Linked DNA regions of Mus musculus: region 1 is linked to region 2. A link is a contact called in public Hi-C data. All regions are on one chromosome and are shown on one strand. Each heading gives the region's core, a stretch centred on a gene start, on an enhancer-like site or on the middle of the called end of the contact. The rest is flanking DNA. Distances are from core to core; before and after follow the strand shown.

Region 1 (3,503 bases), core at 936-3,435, 1.7 Mb after region 2:
AGGGACAATCTGAGTCTTCAAGATGAGCGCTATTCAGAGAGCCTGAGATCTGAGTAGGGAGTAGTCTAATAACTAGGAAAATAACAACCTTAGCACACCATCTCCACTCAGCAAGCTTTCCAGGGAGACGGGGACAAAGGCAGCCATTCAGGACGTCAGTCTTGCCCCCTTTGATCTAGTAGTCAGCCATAGTTTGTAAAGAATGTTTTTAGTTATTCTTTGACAATTTTAAACATATAAACATGCAATTTGATCATCCGTACCCCAGCTCTCACTGAGTCTGCCTGGAGATACCTGTTGGAATGTTGGCTATTCTTGCTGGCTTGATCTTATACCAGTCTTGTGCAGGTAGTCATAGCGACAGCGAGTTCATGGGTGAACTGGTCATGCCACGTCCAGAAGACAGCATTTCATAGCACTTCTTCCTGTCCTCTGGATCTTGTATTCTTCCTGCTTCCTCTTCTATGATGTTACCTGAGCCTTGTGTGTGTGTGTGTGTGTGTGTGTGTGTGTGTGTGTGTGTGTGTGTGTGCGCGTGTGTGTATGTGTGTGTGTAAATGTCCCATTTAGGGCTGAGCACTTGATAGCATTTTATTCTCAGCACTTTGAAAAGTTAGAAGTCTCTGCATTTATTGATGACCGCTGCAGAGAGAAGTTGAAGGTAGTTCTGATTTATGACTATAAACATCAACAGTTAGAATGCAGCATGACAATATGACCACTTAACAAAAACAAAACAAACAAACAAAAAAAAACGGCAGTAGGTTTTCCCTAAGCCTTAGGGCCTTAGGTCTATGGTCTTGACTTTGATAAAATTTATGGTATCAGGCATGAATGACTTCCCATGGAGCAGGCTTCAAATCCAATCCAAAAGCAGTTGGTTACCCCTGTACATTTGTGCTTCTATTGCACCAATGAGCACATCCTTAATAGGATGCAGGGTTGGCCACGGGTATAGCCGATGTCTCTTTTCTCCCTCACCCTTACCACCTGCAGCCTGCACATACCTTTCAGCTCCGTGAGAGCGAGCCAGCAGGGAAGAAATCTTCAGGTCAGTTCCAGCTTGATTTATCTGTCCTAAGAAACCAAAAGTGCACTGTGCCACCAGCACTAAGATCGTACCATCTAGTTCTTGTGGGCAATGGCAATAAACCTATGCTTTGGGGAGGCTTTGGGGACTCTCTGGCCAATAGCTTCTAGGGGAGTACCCCACTCCTGGCACTGGGATTTTTCTCAGACTCATTTCTGAGGCTTGTGCCCAAATCCCTCTCATCACCTCCAAACCCCGCACTCTTGGAGTTTTGCATACCGTCCGTGTCTGCTGGTCCCAACCCCATCTATACCATCTAGAAGCCGAGTTAACTCAGAACACGTGGGGCACTAACAGTGTAAATGCTTAGGTGTTAATATAGTGTATATGTTCAGCTTCTGTTCTACAGTAGGGAATGTAGATGCATTTTTACAGTACAGAGTACAAAGGCTCACACACCCATCCCCCACCCCCTATTGTTTTCTTGCTAGTTTTAGTTCCACTTGGGGTCATAATGACCTGTGGCTTTCCCTCACTAGGGACCTGTGGCTGGAGCGGTCCTTAACTGACAGTCACTACCACTGAGTGAAGTTCAACAATGGCATCTGTACATTCCCAGTGGGCACATCTCTCTGCTCTGAGGATCCAGGGATGGTAGGCAGTACTTCCCCTATAAAGGTTACCAGAAAGACCTGAAGAAAATGGCAGGATTTTTATGTTGTAGAGGACCCAAGAGAAGGGAGTGCTTTAACCAAGAGAAGGTCCACACTGCCCGGACATCATGGTGGCTGCTAATGACCATATGCTTCTATAATCTTCTATCTCTCTCCCCCACCCCTCCTCTCTCTCCTTGGAGTGGCCCATTACAGTCACTGGTTTGCATACAACACTGATCGTGTATTGCTCCACCTGCACTGTCAGAGCCCAGAGACCATCAGTGTCCCCACCGGCCCCAGCAGGGTAGTAGCAATGCCCTGCTTAGACCCCGTGTGTCACCACGGCTCCTCAGCTGAGTGCTCGTGGGAAGCCTCATTCCTGCAGGGCCATTGTGACACCCCAAGACTGCTTCAACAGGACAAGCCAAGGAACTTCCACCTTTGTGTGCCTTCACCGCTTGCCCCGCCGGCCCACCATCCACGTGACAGAGCAGCTTCTTCAAACGCTCCCTTCTCTGGACTTGATCCAAGATGCTGTTGGACACAGAGAAACTGCCAGTCACTTTCTCAGCTTCCTCCTCGAGAGTGTTGTGTGTCAAAAAAAACTGTCATTAGGAATGTAAACATTGCACACACTCGAGGTAGCAAGCAGAGATGCAACCCCTCTTCACTGTTGCTCCAAGGCAGATGTGGTTGGTTCTTCTAAGAGCACCCAGCCATCCTTCCTCTGCAGAGGGGGTGAAGGAGGCTGGGCCACGCTTCAGAGTGTGCTGAACAGAAGTCCTGAGGAGACAGCCAGTAGGACAGTGGTCCCACGTGTGCACAGGGCTGAGGGAGGACCACTTCGCTGTCTTCCCCACCGGAGAGAGAGTCTCTGCCTTCTACCCTGGGGACCCTGGCTTGGAAACAGATTTCTAGAGGTTCGCACTGACATAGGTGAGATCAGGTCTCCTGCCTCCCCTGAGCAGCACGGTCCAGGCCTCTCCCTTGGCTTCCCACGGGTGCAGAGAAAGAAGCCAGGCAAACTCTGAAGGCAGGGAAGATGGTACATCCCTAGCCAAATGGGCAGGAGAGGAACAAAGAGGGTGTGAACATGTCCTCCCAGGGGACAGGACAGGCCTGGAACTACTGTGCCATAAATACCATGCCTGGGGCACCTCAACAGCAAGCAATTTATACTCTTACAGATCTGGAGTCACAGCTCAAGCTACCACCTGAGTCCCAGAAGGCTCCTGCCCTACACCACCTGTGGTGATCCTTAGCTTGGACCAAAAGGCACAGAGGAGACTGGTAAAGCACACCTCTCGGTATCTCTGTCAGGCTTTTCCTCACGTGATTGGTTCCAGGCGGGCTATGATCAACCAATGCTTGACCTCACTGAAGGATGTACGGCACCAGGAGAGCCTCGGACCATTCCCAGCATGCTCTCTGCTCTCTGTCGGCCTGCGGTGTAAGACGTGAACCTTCAGCTGCTGTTTCAGTCACCATGGCTGCTCCTCCTTTCTTTCTGCCATCTGGAAGCATAATCCAAATAAACTTCCCTCGAGAAGTTATCTGGATCATGGTTTCTTGTCACAGCCATAGGAGAGCAACTAACAGAGGGCATGGCTTTGAAGGAGTACCTTGCCTTGGCCTCAGCCTCTCTCTCTCTCTCTCTCTCTCTCTCTCTCTCTCTCTCTCTCTCTCTCTCTCTCTCTCTCCTTCCTGACTGCCATAAGGCTGTTCTATCATATCCTTCCACTGTAATGTTTTACCTCACAGAAACCACACCAGCTTACTATACCCTGTAACCTCTAAAATCCAAAACACAGTCTTTT
Region 2 (3,515 bases), core at 952-3,451:
TTACCGTTAGAAGTACAGATAAGCATATCTCTCAGCTCTATCCAAGAACTTCTGGGTTTTTTTTTCAGAAGATGAAAACTATTAAAGAAATCCATAACTGGTCAAAATGCAGAGGATAAGTCAATTTTCCGTAGCCAGCCTTGACTGATACATCTACAGTGGAACCTACATCTATGTGTGGAAGCATGCATGGAAAGACTGTAAGAGCCAGAGAACCAGGACGTGTGTTGGATATAATGCCTTCTGGACATGACAAGGAAGCCTGCAAAAATCTTACTAATATAGCTATTTAAGTAAAACCTACATAATGACAATACCAGTTGACATGCCAACATGGGTGGGGGAGATTTCACAAGATCCCTACCCACCCTAAGATGTACAATTACAGGAAATCAATACTATGGAAAAAAATCAGTTTTCTCCAGGGATAAAGTCCCTGGTAGGTTAAAAATCCCGAGTGATCAGCCTTAAAAGCATATATGTGTGAAAAACACTAAATTGACTCCGTAGAAATATGAATGTATGTATGCATGTATGTCTGCACACAGGTGTGTGTGTGTGTGTAACCAGTCAGGCATTTGAAGGTAAAAGGGGGATGTAGGAGAAGCTTGTTATGAGGGAAAATGGTAGAAAAGATATGAATACAATATTCTCGTATAAAAATGTTAAAAGAAAATAAATAAATTAAAAAGAAAAGCATAGTATCTAACCACATAATATAAAAACAATCTTATTTTTCTCTCTTCTTTCTCTCTTTCTTTTCTAAGGTGTCTTTTATTATCAACTTTCTTTCTGAAAATTTCTATAAGAGAAATGTGGTAACCTATCGTGGGGTAAAGTCACAAAAATAAACATATAATATCAGACTCATTCAATCTAGCATACTGGAAGAAGTCTCATATTGGTCACATACTGTAAATTTTCTAAGGATTTTTGTCGATCCATTGAATGCTTAGAAGAAAGGGAATGTGATATCTAGTACCTGCAGGACAACTGGTCATTAAATCTCAGTAACAAAAGACAGCACATGGAGTAGAATATAATGAAAACTACAAACAAATTATGTTATTTGTTCCTACTATTGTGATCAAAATGCCAAACTATGGTGTTAGTAAAATACCTCAATGGGACTCTGAAAACATGTATAGTTAACAAACATGTTTGAATAAGATAAATTTGAATAAGTAAATAGTTTATGAAGAGCAAAATAGAATTTGGAGAATGTCTTGATATAAAAAGTTATGGTAATATAAGTGAATCTACTAAGCAAACCTGTCAGTAATAACTTTTACACAAAATAATGACAATGTGTCTCATATATTTATTTATTTGCAAAAGATTGTATGGCTTCCTTAATAGTTTAAAAGATTTTTTGAATTATTGCAAGGTATTCATGTCTCTTGGCGGTAACATTCTCTGTGACTGTACCTGTGAAAAGTTTTATACTGTGTAAGATACAATGTCACTACACCTGCTCACAAGAAAGAAACTATTACAAAGTCCTCTCAAACTTGTATTCATTTTGTTTTGGTTTTAAATATGGAATATGCAGAATACTTTACCCAAAATCACACAATCAGTGACTGAGGAGTACTTCTAAGTTACATGTAGAAATTCATAGTCTAAAGCCTACCTTTTAAAAATGAATAAAATATGTTTGCATGCATATTTTAATCATATTCTTTCTCTTCCTTCAACTGCTCCCAGACCTTTCTCACCACTCTACTAACCCAACTTCATATATCAACCACATTTCAGAATAGGCCCCATGCCCAGAGGTAGCTGTCAACACAGACTACGTGTGTGTGTGTGTGTGTACACTAGCACATACTTTTTGTTTGTTTGAAGCATCCATCAGTATTACATAATTGTCTCTGGTCCATGGGTCAGGATCACCATCAGCCAATGAGATATAATGCAGCATCCTAGGCTACAGCGGCATCTGCATTGATATGATCTCACATGCTGATTCATGCACACAGGAGAGTTTGTGAAGTTCTGTTAGAGAGCTGCACAGACCTCTCTGCACTTCCTTGGGAAATGTCTCTACTGTGAGATAAGAGTCTCAGCTGCAAAAGCCTTGTGGCTTTTTCCAACCTATGTCTCTTTTTTCTTGATTATCTTGTTAGGTTGATCAACCCACGATGTTCTTACATTCCTACAATGATGACAATTCTACTTTTAGTTGTTCATGGGTTCCCTGCCTGGTGGTCCTGTCTCTACTTCTTAAATTAATTCATAAGAAAAGAAGTATCTTGGCACATGGTATAAAGCTCAGAAAACCAAGAACTAATAGATATGAGAGTCACTTCAGCTGAGTTCGCTAACGCTTTATTTCTTTGCTATTTCAACAAATGTGGTCCGTTCTGTGATTTACAGTTTAGAATAGAACGGTTTGCACACTGAGAAGAATATTCACATATAAATAATTAGTTTTGCAGATATAAATACATTCACATATAAATATGTTAAAACTACATGTTATATATGTGTGTGTGTGTGTGTATGTGTGTGTTTGTTTCATAGAAATTAAAACTTTCCAAGTTGTCATATTTAGTGAGAATTGTAGCAGCTCCTGAGTTGCCATATGGTCCCCTGGTTGCTATGATTCATTGCATTGCCCACATATAAAAGAACTGGGACCTTATATGACTTTGCAAAAAATATTTTGTAGGAAGAAAAATAGGCTAAAGATCTCAAGAAAGAAGGTTGCCCCTGCCCATTTGGGAGCTTTGATTTTATAGTCATTGAATTATTTACATATTAGAATATTAGATCAATATTTAGATAAATGATTCATCTTGCATTGATGCATGCATTTAGCTTTATCAATATCAGTACTCTGCAAATGGCTAGTGCATGTTTGTGGATGGATGTCTGCAGAGGTGATTTCATCCCAGGAAGATCAAAAAGAATTGCTTGCCATCACTGAGGTGACTGCTTACAGACATTAGTCAGGCCCTTCTATGGTCCAAGTTGAAATCATCTAATTAAGAATAAAGCTCACATTCTGAGCTTTCTTAGAACAGAGGTTAATCTAATGAGGCAACCTAAGTTCAAGCCTGAGCTTCCACTCTTATTAGCCTCAAAGGCTTATTGTTTCTAGACTTCCACTTCTTCCTATGCAAGGTGGAGATCCTAAGAGTCTATGCCTGGTTTATTAATTCTGGACCATGGGTGCAGTTTTACAGACTACAGCCAGCATATGGTATAACCTCTTTAAGAAATTTAGAATATTTTTGAGCATCTACATGGTGGTGAATTCTAGTACTAAAATGGAAAGAATCCTCATGGGGTTTAAACTCTAAAAGAGTCCTTATGGCTTATTGAGTGAAAAATTACCTGGGTTAATTAATGAACAGTTGCCTCAGGAGTTGGTAGCAATGTTTTTCATGTTATAAAACACTTTGGTATAATAAAACTAAATACTCTCAGAAATGTTTGCTCATAGCCCAGGCTAGTGAGTACATTGTAGGTACAGAGCATCTGAAAAGATGGGGAGAAATAATAATATT

Evidence for each region. A called contact is a pair of places that touch in the nucleus more often than the background predicts.
Region 1: a contact with region 2 is called in a Hi-C map of the N1E-115 cell line, with 4 times the contacts expected there. The contact joins two enhancer-like sites. A contact is called at or near these places in 1 of 39 promoter capture datasets (hippocampal neurons) and 1 of 484 Hi-C or Micro-C datasets (the N1E-115 cell line).

What each region holds. Positions count from the first base shown.
Region 1 is chr15:58,013,251-58,016,753 of GRCm38.p6, forward strand. No RefSeq gene overlaps it. Among named protein-coding and RNA genes, the nearest start is that of 9130401M01Rik, 19 kb to the right of the region's middle. Within about 2 kb of position 2,186, at least 50 of the 459 cell types and tissues checked have an H3K27ac peak or open chromatin away from gene starts, as enhancers often do. A contact at or near this core is called in the N1E-115 cell line, where this site is marked.
Region 2 is chr15:56,330,785-56,334,299 of GRCm38.p6, forward strand. No RefSeq gene overlaps it. Among named protein-coding and RNA genes, the nearest start is that of Gm41326, 78 kb to the right of the region's middle. Within about 2 kb of position 2,202, at least 1 of the 459 cell types and tissues checked has an H3K27ac peak or open chromatin away from gene starts, as enhancers often do. A contact at or near this core is called in the N1E-115 cell line, where this site is marked.